Regions from separate parts of the Ovis aries genome. Here region 1 is linked to region 2. The links are chromatin contacts, called in public Hi-C maps. All regions are on one chromosome and are shown on one strand. The core of a region is the stretch at or near the end of the contact, and the rest is flanking DNA. Distances in the headings are between cores, read along the strand shown. Region 1 holds the start of INPP5B (inositol polyphosphate-5-phosphatase B). Region 2 holds the start of CDCA8 (cell division cycle associated 8).

The links. Hi-C and Micro-C count contacts between places; a contact is called where the count stands out from the background.
Region 1: a Hi-C map of liver shows a contact between it and region 2, with 2.0 times the contacts expected there. The contact joins the promoter of INPP5B here to the promoter of CDCA8 in region 2.

What each region holds. Positions count from the first base shown.
Region 1 is chr1:12,699,895-12,705,843 of ARS-UI_Ramb_v3.0, forward strand. INPP5B (inositol polyphosphate-5-phosphatase B) reads right to left here and starts at 1,806. Exons shown (of 23, transcript XM_015091873.4): 1 at 1,592-1,806; 2 at 693-790; 3 at 529-558. The coding sequence starts at 1,791.
Region 2 is chr1:12,499,558-12,505,640 of ARS-UI_Ramb_v3.0, forward strand. It overlaps CDCA8 (cell division cycle associated 8), which reads left to right and starts at 2,820. Exons shown (of 10, transcript XM_060399406.1): 1 at 2,820-2,935; 2 at 3,089-3,211; 3 at 3,352-3,480; 4 at 5,312-5,352. The coding sequence starts at 3,115. It overlaps AIRIM (AFG2 interacting ribosome maturation factor), which reads right to left and starts at 2,664. Exons shown (of 6, transcript XR_009596529.1): 1 at 2,457-2,664; 2 at 1,990-2,267.

The DNA.
Region 1 (5,949 bases), core at 556-3,055, 200 kb after region 2:
CCTGGAGGAGGGCATGGCAACCCACTCCAGTATTCTTGCCTGGAGAATCCTATGGACAGAGGAGCCTGGCAGGCTACATAGTAAAGAGTCCAACATGACTGAAGTGACTTGGCACAGAACATAAGCAATTAAATCACTGTGAATGACAGAGAGGTGGCAAGGATGAGAAAAAGGAATGTGTGTGAGGTACAAACACTTTCAGGATACAGACAATCTCAGGAGCTCAACAAAGGCTTTCTGGGGAAACTGAGTGTGCAGTGAAGCCCTGAAGGAGTGAGGGCTTTGAGGAAGAGGGAGCTGCGTGGGCAGGGGCTCTGTGGTGAAAACTTGTCACGTGTGAGGTGCTTGGAAAGGCAGAGGGTTCCAAGTTCAGCAAGTAGGAAAGAGAGTGACTGGATTGATGAGCGGGGCTAATCCAACAGGGTCTTGTGTGCCACAGTGAGGTGATCAGAGGGTACTCTTCACCCCACTCCTCTCTCTGCAGATCCTGTGCTCAAGGACCCAACTCAGACTGAAAGGACCACTCACCAAGAATGTAGAGCTCACCATCCGGGGACACTGCAGGGAGGGAAAGGAAAAGGCCCTTAGCCATTGAGCATCATCCTTGCTCCTACCACCCCACCCCCAATAAGGGCAGAAATGACCTGGGAGCCCTGAGGAGAGGGATCATCCCATCCCGCCCACTGTGGCACCTTCTTCCAGTGTGAAATCCCGAGAGACTGGCACGATCTGGTCCAAGGAGACATCGTCCCCGGTAATGGCCATCCTCCGGTGCGTATACAGGAAGAGACTGAGGGCAGGAAGCATCGTAAGGCCAGGGTGCACGCGGCCATTCCTCAGTCCACCGTGGAAGCCTCAGGGTGCTCGGCTCGCATTCCCTCCTTGGTCCCTGGGGGGTGTGCTCGTGCCTCTCTGCACAATGGTGCCCATCAGAGACTGATGGGTCATCAAGGCTGGACTTGCCTCACTTTGGGGACTAACCCCGCTTTGTTAGTAAAACCCATGCATAATCTCCCCCTTGTGCATTCTAGGACTGTGTGTGACAAGAACAGGGCAATCCTCACCTCCTCCTCTCCCTCCCTGAACCTCAGTTTTTCCATCTGTAAAGGAAGAGTGATGGGTTCAAAAATGTCTAAGGCTCCTCCTTCCCAGATCTGAGACCCTGAGGGTCATTTTTCAGCTGTGAGAACTTTGATCATTATTCTTGCTCTGTTTCTAGAGCAAGGTGGGTGGGTGGGTGTTACTAGCAACATTTATGCAGCCCTTTTAAAGTGCTTCACAGCATTTTAACTACTTTATATGCAGAAACTCATTTTAATCTTTAGTTTGGACACATTGAGGTTTGCTCAAGATGTAACAAAGCCTAGGTTGGAATCCAAGACAGTTAGGCCATGGGGTTTCTCATCAGATTTTGAGGACTATATGAGCTATTAATACATAGGGCTGGGCATATAGTGTTCAGAAACTATTAACCATCATTATTATAATTATTCTAGAAGCCTCAGACTCTGTTCTAGAAGGTGTGAAATCCAGCTGGAGGGACGATGGAAACAATAAACCCAAACAGGCAAGGCCCAATTCCATCACTTACGCGTGTTCCTGGCCACCTCGCTCCGGACAGCAGCGCACGAGTCCCAGGAGGCGGCTCTGCCTGCTGTCGCCCTCGCACAGCACACCTTGCACCGCCTGCCGCTCAGGGTCAAGGCAAAGGGAAAGGAAGCCTGCATCCAGGCCTTGCCCAACCCGGCCCGCCCCACCAGACTTGCCCTGGCTTGCTCTGCCCTCACCCATGCGGGTTTACTGTGTGACCCTGGGCAGGTCCCTTCACCTCTCTGACACTTTCTCATCTGTGAAATAGGGATATCAACCCCCAACTTCACAGGGGGTGGGAGGATAACTGAGTATTTAAAGCATAAGGCAGAGAGTCCAGAACTGAGTACTTAGTAAGTACTGGTTTCCTTCCCTCCACCCCCGGGTCCCCCCTCCCCCCATGGCACAGAGAGAGGGAGGCAACCAGAGAGACACGTAGACACCTGCCATTCCACTTCCCAAGCCCAGGCAGGGAGGCCCTGGGGCTGGGAGCTGCAGGCTGCAGGGAAGGATATGATGACGCAATAGTCCCCATCAGCCAGGGTCTCCTGGATGGCCACAGACTGGTCCATGCCGGCCCCTGCACACCCTGGGGAAGGGCAGAAGGGAGGCCCTTTATGTCAACACGTCACCCAGGATGTGATGGAGTTGCCTCTGAGGACCGCTGGCAGGGAGGCGGGGCTCTGCTGGGAGAAGGTGGAGGAGGCCCCATCGTCTCCCTCCTCCTCCCCCTTTGCCATCCTTTGCCTCTGATGGGAGGTACAATTTGCTATGCCACCCTCTGTCCTGAAGGGCATCCAGTCGCTCCTTAGTGGGATCCAGTCTACTTGCTGGCCGTGCGGTGCCCTGTCCCATTACCGGAGAGGAGGATATGGTCTTAATTGCTCAGGGATGGGGGCTCTGCCTCCCTTTTGGGGGAGCAGTGTTAGTTCTGCTAATAGCTGTCTGGGAGGTGTCAGGGGTGTATCTGCATGTATCTTGGGAAGGGAGTGTCTCATTCTGGACCAGGACTCCAGTCCTGTCCCTCTTGCCTTGGAGATGGGCAAGTGTCCCGTTACTCCTTGGCCCTCCCCCAGCCCAGCAGGCCACATTGCATCAGCCAAAGGCTACGGGTGTCCAGTTCTGACAGCCTCAGGACAGGGTACCCAGCCCTCAGCTTGCCCAGTCCCTCCTGCCCAGCCCTGCCCTGGCTTCCCCGCTCCGCACTCACTCCTGGCCCCCTGTTATTGCTGCCTACCTCCTGAGCTGTCACCGCTGCTGGGTGTGCGGAACCTCGGCCGGGACCCGGTCAATGACTACATTTCCCAGCAGCCCCTATGCCACACGATGGTCAGCCAGCCTGCAAGTCCCAGCATGCTGTGCCAATGTGGGGGTTGGGGGGGCTCCCCCCCCCTGCCCGTTAACTCCTTAAGTCCTGTGGTACCCTCGGCTCCCTATTCTGGAAAGCTTTTCCTAAGGACTCCCCTCGACATCCTCAGCCCTCGAGCGGCCAGAGTTCCTTATCCAGGCCCTGGAAGGAAGATGGTCACTTTAAGGGAAAACGTTTTCTCAGTTTCATCCTCAGCTCCTCGCACTTCCACGCAGGCCAACACTGGCCTCTACTGGAACACTTCCTCCCCAGGTACCTATCCTGTCCTAGCTTCAGAGAGAACAACACTATGAAGAACCGCATACCCCCATTTTCCAGGTGGAGAAACTGAGACTCAGAGAGGTTAAGCGTCCTGACCAAGGTCTCACAACTGAAACGTGTGACTCCAACTTCCATGCCACGGACACTGCCACCCACGGCCACATTTCCTTCCTTAGCCTCAGCAGGGGTGTGTGACGGGAGGACACTGCCACCCACGGCCCCATTTCCTCCCTTAGCCTCAGCAGGGGTGTGTGACCAGCCGTCCTGCCTGCCTCACAGGGCTGTGTGAGGAAAAGGGAGGCTAACACGTGTTGTCAGGGGTGTGACTGTGTGTCATACGCAGTGTCTGTGCTGAGGCCCCATCCTCTCTCCTCAGGAGGAGAGACAGCAAGGGAGGGGGTCCCCGCTCAGCACTCACGACAGCCCGAGCCTGCACTTCGGTATTCTCCAGCCCTTTCCCCTGATTCACTGGCCACTGGGCAAGGCTTTCCTCCTTTGGGGCCTGCCCTTCTCCACCTAAGATAAGGAGGCTGCTCCAGATGGACAGAAGGGCCAGCTCAGATTAGGGTGTCGAGGACCAGTCTCTCCCAGTCTATTGGCCTTTTCACGAAGCTGTAAGCTCCCTGAGGACAGGCTGTATCTTTTCCTTATCACTCCAGTGTTGTTTCTGGCATACAAACTGACCCTGAGAACATGTTTATTGAGTTAGTGAGTCATCTTAATGAGTACTTTTTCTCTTAAGCTCTGACCCAAACTGAAGGGTCAGTGCTGGAGAAGGAGTGACCGTGTGACTTCTAGTCCATTCCCCGTCCTTTTCCCCTAAGCTCAGAGTTGCTGCCCTAGCGACCAGTTTGAATAAGCAAATCTCTTCCAGAAAAAGTAACTTCTTCCCAATTTTCTTTTCCTGGAAATATCCATAGCACAAATGGAGCTCAAGTTTATTTGAATTTGGTTTCAGAGCTGAGTTGAGGATGAGGGTAAAGGGGATTGATTCACACCCTTCGAGATAAAGAGGGCTGAGGTCACTTCAGGAAATCCGGGGAACCCCAATTCCAGCCCCCTCTTTGTGTCAAAGTCTGGGGAGGGTCAGGGAAAAGTGGACAGGGACGAGCATTTCGTTTTTGGCTTCTGCTGTTTTTTTTTGGCCACACAGAGGCATAGGGAATCTTAGTTTCCCAACCACGGATCACACTTGCACCCCCTGCACTGGAAGGACAGAGTCTTAACCATTGGACTATCAGTGAAGTCCCAGGACTGGGCACATTTTACAGATAAAGAAACTGCTCCTGCAGGACTTTGGGGTCCTTGTACTTGATGGGGATCAGATAGGAGATTGTTCTGTTTTATCAGACAAAACTCCAGCCTGCCCCCTTGGAGGGCATCATGTTCAGGCCTAGGCCCTGGGAACATCTAGCACAGAGCTGCAGTCTTGATAAATCCCTTTCACTAAAGATACAGTCACAGGAATCAGAGCTGGCAGTGGGCCTGGCAACTTCCAGGGCCTAAAGGGTCTTCCTGCCTGCTGCTACCTGACTCAGCCTGGCCTAGCTAGGTGAGCAGGACCAAGAGCAGGGCAGAGTGGAGGAGAAGCAGCCCCAGCCAGGGTCCCGTGCAGGGGGCTCCTGGTGGCCCCTGGTGCTGCCCTGTTGAAATGGAGGTTCCCATCCAGCTGGAGGCAGCTGTCAGGGGCCGAGGCTTGGCAGCACTCTTGGTAGCGGGGCTGACCCACAGCCCCATGACACCTGGGGGTCCCTGCCAGACAGGCCTGGCTGCACCCTGCAGAGTGGCCTGAGCTGGATTGTTTCAGCTACAAGAAGAGATGGGACTATTCATTCTCCCCTTGCCTTCGTTCCCCATTCATGGAGGCAAAAAGTGTTAAGTGGGGGACGTCCCTGGTTGTCCAGTGGCTAAGACTCCATGCTCCCAATGCAGGGGGCCAGGATTCAACCCCTAGTCAAGGAACTAGATGCCACAGTCCACAACTAAGGCCAGATGCAGCCATAACTAAATATTGGGGAAAAAAAAAAAGTGAAGTGGAGCTATGGGCTGAGTCGGACTTCACTGGGCCGCTGGTTCCCAGCCAGCTAGTTCCCAGAGAACATACAAGGCGATCAGAAACAAGGGGCATGTCACGGGGACTTGGAGAATTCCAGCTGCCATCCTGGATTTCAGCATTATGTGGAGCTAAGAGGGGTCCAGCAGCCTGGGCCCTAGCAGGTCTAGCTCCAGCCAGATTCAGCTGCCGACCCCGCTCTGTCCAGGCAGGAGGAGGCCTGCAGTTCTAAGGGAGGGCAGCGCTGGACCTTGGAGCACTCCAGGGCCCCACCTCACAGAAGTGCAGGCCCTCAGTCACTTTGAAGCAGTCACTGCCTTGGCAGGAGAAGGTGAGACAGGGTTTCCTCTGGAAGAGAAAGTGAAAGAAGAATGAGGGATGGGGAGCCCTGTGAATTCTGGACTCAGGTGGGGGCTGGCTGCCTGTCTCACTGGCCTCAGCCACCACCCGGAGCAGGCAGGTGTGGGCACACACTCACGTTTTTTTGGGGGGTGGCTGGAGGGGTGATGATCACCAGGAGTGGAGTGGGAAGCAGCTTGTCCTCTGGCATGGTCAGGTGGCCTAGGCCTGGGAGCAGAGCAGGCCTGTCCGGGGAAGTGTGGTGATACACGTGCTGGGGGACAGGTCCTCTGTGAAGTCCCCGCTCCTGCCCCAAGGGAAGAGCATCCTGTGTGTG
Region 2 (6,083 bases), core at 1,570-4,069:
CAATCAATACTGTCTCCAGATACTGCCACACATCCCAATGGGAAAAACTGCCTCCGAAGGAGATCTACTGGTCCCAGGTGCCTTGGATGGAGGGGTGGCTTAACAATTAAGAATTGACTTAAAGATGATGAGGCTGAAGTTACATCACTCTCAAAAGCTGTGTGATGGGCCCAGCTGCCAAAGATAGTAAAGACCAAGCAGGCTTTCTGGGACTCCCATAAAGGAGAGGAAATGTTCACACATAGTCTAAGGCCACATATGTGAAAGGAATTAGCAAGAGGAAACTACAGCAATAGAGCAGTCTTGCGCTCATGCTATATCGTGCCCCACCCTCGTGAATTCCTGAATGGGTAAAATTTGAGCTCTTGACGCACACAGATTATTGTCGATCTCAGGAAAGTTACTTATTCTCAATCACGAACAAAAACAAGTCTCTTTTGTTCACTGTGCATCCTAAGTACCTAAAACACTGAGACTGGCCGACAAAGCAACAAACATTTGTCCAGTGAATGAAAAGGACTGTTGTGAAGAGTAAATACAATAATGCATATTAAGCCATTAGGGAAGTACCTAGCTTATGGCAAATTTTATTATTTTTACATGATTATTTTAAAAATTATTATATAATTATTTTAAAAGTTATTATTCCATTAGTGACTCCAAGAGGTCTAGCCATAAGACGAAGGCTACAACTTCCCAAAGGGCAAGGAACTCCCTAGCCTAGAACTGCAGCTTTCAAGTTTGACTGTGACTCACAATAAAAACTAGGCTAAAAATAACAGCCCAATACCCACATAAAAACATGTAATCAACTGAAATAAAAGTTCGCTACCTTAGAATGTATAATGACCTAACTTAACTGACTCTTTTACTCAACTTAGGAACTAAGTCGGCCTTACTATTGTATTCCTGCTGCTGCTGCTGCTGCTGCTGCTGCTAAGTCGCTTCAGTCGTATCCAACTCTGTGCGACCCCATAGACGGCAGCCCACCAGGCTCCCCTGTCCCTGGGATTCTCCAGGCAAGAACACTGGAGTGGGTTGCCATTTCCTTCTCCAATGCATGAAAGTGAAAAGTGAAAGTGAAGTCACTCAGTCATGTCCGACTCTTTGAGACCCCATGGATCGCAGCCTACCAGGCTCTTCCATCCATGGGATTTTCCAGGCAACAGTACTGGAGTCGGGTGCCATTGCCTTCTCCATTGTATTCCTAGCACCTGTGTTTTGCATCCCATGGGTTCTTAATGTTTTTAGTACAGATAAATACAAAGAAGGCCCCCATCTTTGAGTTTCCTATCAGTCTATGGCAAACCCTACACACTAGAACCTTCTTTCATCCTGGTTAAGGGAAGGCCATATGTGCCTTCTCTCTTCTCTATCCCCAATTACCTGTAATTCTAAGATCGAAGGCCTAACATTGGTGCTTCTCCTCGCTCAGACACCAATGTACAGCAGAACAAAGCGGTGGTTAGGAGCTTCTGGCCCCAGTGCCAGAGGCACTCGGATGAGCATCCCAGCTTTACTATTTACTAACTGCCTGAGCACAGGCAATTTGCGTGAGCCTCAGTTTCCTCACTTGAAAAATGGGATTAAGTGAGGTTAAGTCACAGTTGTTGAAAAGATTTTATGAGATAATGTATGTAAAATCCTTGCTGCTGGCACCTACTAAGTTTACAGTGTAACTCCTGCTGCTTTCTACCTAAGGAAAACTACAGTGGAGGGTCAATGAGCTTTCTCCATTGCTTTTCTGTTCTGCTTTGGTAACTTTTACTAAGTCCACCACTGTCATGCCTAGCTGATAAGGGAAATGCCAGAAAATGGTTTTTTGACAGAGAGAGGTCCCACTGCAACAGATGGAAAGGGGGTAAGGCTGTCACATCCCCAAATACCATTCTCTTAAGGAGAAAAACCCCCTTTCTCACTGATCCTAGATTATTAAATACCCAGTTTTAACATCTCTAGGCCAAGAAAGAGCGCCACTGTGCCTCTTACAGCCTCTCTCCTAGCTTGTCCAGGATAGTGTCACCAGCCGCCAGCTGCTTGCGCCTCAGCCGCTCCTTTAGGTCTGGGAAGGCCCGAAGTGAGGGCACATCCTCAAATCGCAGGTTCTGTGTGGCTTGCAGCTGCTCTGCCAGGTTGCTGAGGGAGGCCAGGAGGGGCGGGCAGTCTCTCAGAGCACTCTGCCACAGGCCCTGCTGCTCGTCCACCACAGGAAAGCACTTCCTCAGGGCCTCCTGCACGGCAAGCAAAGGCTGATCTTCAGTCATCTTCTATTGTAGGGGTGAAAACAAAAACAAAACCCAGGAAAAAACAAATATCATTAGGGTCCCAAGTCGACAGGCAAAGGGCCGAGTCAAGGGTGGGAGTTATTTCCGTTCTCAGAGAGGTCCAGCTAAACAAAGTTTGCTCATGTAGGGCCGTCCATCCCTCCCGACAGGTGTTTCTAGCGCGAGTCTTACCTTCAGAGAGGCTCAACCTACCCCTTGGCTTAGGGCAGTTTCAGACTGAAGGTTCACTGGGCCGATCCGTGCTTCCGGAGCCAGAATCTTATCTCCTCTACTTGAGGTTTCCGGCCGCTCTTCTAAACCAGCGGGAAAACAAAACTAAAGCAATAACACTTTAAGGAAATTCCAAGACTCCGCACACCTCCGCTGTGTCTCTGCGCATGCCCAGACGTGGTTACAGAGTCGCGAAAAAGATGCGGTCGGACCGCAATGCCTTCTGGGTGCTGTAGTTTACGTGTGGACTGGCTGCCCAATTGCGAAGCTTCTCTGTGATTGGCTGTTGTGAAACCCTCCTAAGACGGCGGCTTTTTATTGGCCAGCCTTTGGCAGTTTGAATTTGGTGGCGGCGGTCTCACGTCGCTTTCGTCCCGGAGCGGCTCCTTCTCGGCTGAAGCAGCCGGGTTTTTCCTCAGCCCGGGTTTCAGAACCTGCAGGTGGGTGCCTCGCGAATCCTTTATTCCTCGGGCCCGGAAGGGCAGGGGTCCCCAATTCAAACCCCCAGGGGGGCCCTCCACCCTCCCTCGCCCCCTTGCGGCCCCCTCTCCTTCACCATCTCCGCCGCTGACGCCTTGTGCCTCCGCCCCTAGCTCCCCGCAGCCTCCATCGAAGGGCCATGGCTCCGTCTAGGAAGGGCGGCAGTCGGGTGGCTAAGACCAATGTGCTGCGGAACCGAAAGCTCGCCTCCTTTCTTAAGGACTTCGACCGTGAAGGTGAGGGGCGGAGCCCGGGTGGTCGCGGTCACTTGGGGGCAATCGCGGGGTGCTGGAGGACTGGGACGCGGGCAGCAGGGATTCCGGGAACCTTTTCCCCGCGGGGTGACCCGTGCCGTGTCCTCTCTGCCCTCTCGCAGTGCAAATGCGATCCAAGCAAATTCAGTCAGACAGGCAGAACCTCCTCAAAGAGTTGGATAACCTGTACAACATTGAGATCCTGCGACTCCCCAAGGCGCTGCGCGAAATGAACTGGCTCGAATACTTCGGTAAGAGCTCCTGGTCTTTCCCCAGGCCTCGGCCTGGAGCCCTTCTGTGGTTACCATGGCAGCTTTTATCTTCTCAATGAGGTCTTAGAAGGAAATTGCAGGCCTACTCCTCCCCGATCCGTCTCACCTCCCTGCTTTTCTTCTTAGCACTTTCCCTCATCTTCCTCTGCAGGCAGGCAAATATTTTCTCTAAAGGAGGAGATAATAAGTATTTTAGGCTTTGTAGGCCAGAAGGTTCTCTGTCCAAACTACTCATGCTGTTATAGTTCAAAAACAGCTGTAATGAATGGGCATAGCTGTTTTCCAACAGAAATCTATTTATGGAAACACTGAAATGTGAATTTGACAGATTTCAGATTCCATGTGTCATGAAATACTCTTTTTTTGAGGGGGGTGGTGTTTTATCTAACCATTTAAAAGTGAATGAATGAATAGATTGTTACCAGAGCACAGATGGAAGGATAACTCCAACCAGCTCTTTCTTTAGCTTATGGAAATCACCAATTTATACACGAGCAAACAAATTGCAAAGTGCAAGGACTCGAAGAGTTTTCCTGGTCAGAGGAAAACCCCACCCTGTTCCCTACCCTACCCCCTGGTTAAACGTCCAAAGAAATGCAAGAGGCTGTCCTTTTGCTGGGTTACCCTTTTACTATTTTCTTATGATTAATTACCCACTAGGTAGCCTGCTACCTGGATAGAAATGCACGTTCTGCTCACATAGATGTCATTTAATGATCCTTTTGGAGTTTCTCTTTTATTTATTAATCTATTTGTGCATTTCTGTAAATATTCATTGAGCATGTGTTAGTCACAATATTGGGTGCTGAAGATGCATTGGGAAATAAAACAGACGTTATCCTTGCCTCCAGGAACTTACAAGTTAGTAGAGAAGACTTGTTCTAAAAATTTGGACATGATTATATATTTAAAATTATAAGTACTACAAAAGAGTAAAGTAGTGGTCAATAAGCACATTTATATAGTGCTTTCTATGCCAGACAGGCATTGTGTTTTCCAATGTTAACTGAAAAACCAAGTGTTTTCCATATATTAACTGATTTCATCCTCATAACAAACATATTAGTTGTTGATTTTATTCCTGCTTTGTAGATGACAAGATTAAAGCACAGAGATTGTTTGCTTAAAGTCTCGTAAGCCAATTAGTGACATATTTGAATGTAGGCATTCTGGTTCCAAAGTCTGAGTTTTTAACTGTTATACAGGATACTACCAGCACTTCCAGCAGGAGGACTCTAACCTAAGTTTTTATTCTACATCTAAATCTTGCGAAGATCTCTTCATTCAGTACACATTTACATCATATATACTGATGACATATTTTTTACCAGAAGCTGTGGATATTATTTTTGTCCTTGAGTTCAGTTCAAGGCAGGGTTGGGCGCTTCTACAGCTTTGAGCAGTTGCTGCATATGATGATAGTGAGCAACTAACTCGATACACTGCAGCAATCTGCTGTGAGAGAAAAATAAGCAGAGTTTGGGGTTTGAGCTGGGTTTTGAAAGATGAATTCCAACTTTGTAGAGTGCAGGGGATTATTTCAGGCAGGAGAAATAACTATCAGAGCCCTGAGTCATGAGACAGTGGCACCTTTGGGAAATAACAGTCACTTTGGTGTAGTGGGACTTGTAGTAGGTCATGAAGGGAACAGTCAAGCTTGGAGAAAGATGAGACTAGGTTGTAGAGGCTCCTGAATGTTGGACTAAGGACTTAATCTGGTCCAGTGTAAGGGAAGTGGTCATATTAGGGAAGACAGTTTGTTAATTAAATTATTATAACCTAGTAACCAAGCAAATTGTTCTTTTCAAAGCCCTTGGAGGAAACAAGCGGGCCCTGGAAGAAGCAGCAACAGTAAGTGACTTCTATTTTTGAACTCTTGGTTAGTTTTCAGTTTAGTCCGTCCACAAAATTCAGCGGTGGGTGCTGACTGTGGAACAAGTTCCAGAGGGGACATTACTGATGTCAGCTAAAAGATTATAGTTGTTGAATGCTGAGTACATGAAGGCCAAGTAGTTCCAAGGTTTATAGAGAAATAGTCCTATTTGGGGCAGGTTCCTTGCAGCTCTTTGCCCTGAGCTTTGCACCTTAACAAAATGTTCATAGTTAATATTCTAATATTAATCGTCCCCATTCTTCTAGCCATAGCATTTCTCACACTAGTTGAACGAAAAGTCCTAGGCTAGGGGAGAAGTAGAAAACCAAGCTCCTTTAAACCCCTGGCTTGCTAGGGGACAAAGAAACTATTCCCTTTTCACATCATACTCTAGAAGCTGTGCTCTTGGTTGGGACTCTCAGGATTCCCCACTCACTCTCACCTCCTTCCCCCCGGCATGATTACTAGGACTCAAGGCAGTATGAGGCAGAACAGAGTTTAGATCAGTACTGTCTGTTACAATAGCCACCAGACGTGTAACTTTAATTAAAATGAATAAAATATTCAGTTCCTCAGACACATTAGCCATGAGTCATATGTTCCCTTCGCCACTATGACTACTGAATCATCCTCCATTTCAGACACCGCTCACCTCTCTAGCCCGGCACAGCTTCTTGCGAAGCCCCGATAGCCTCGGAATCCTTGTTTG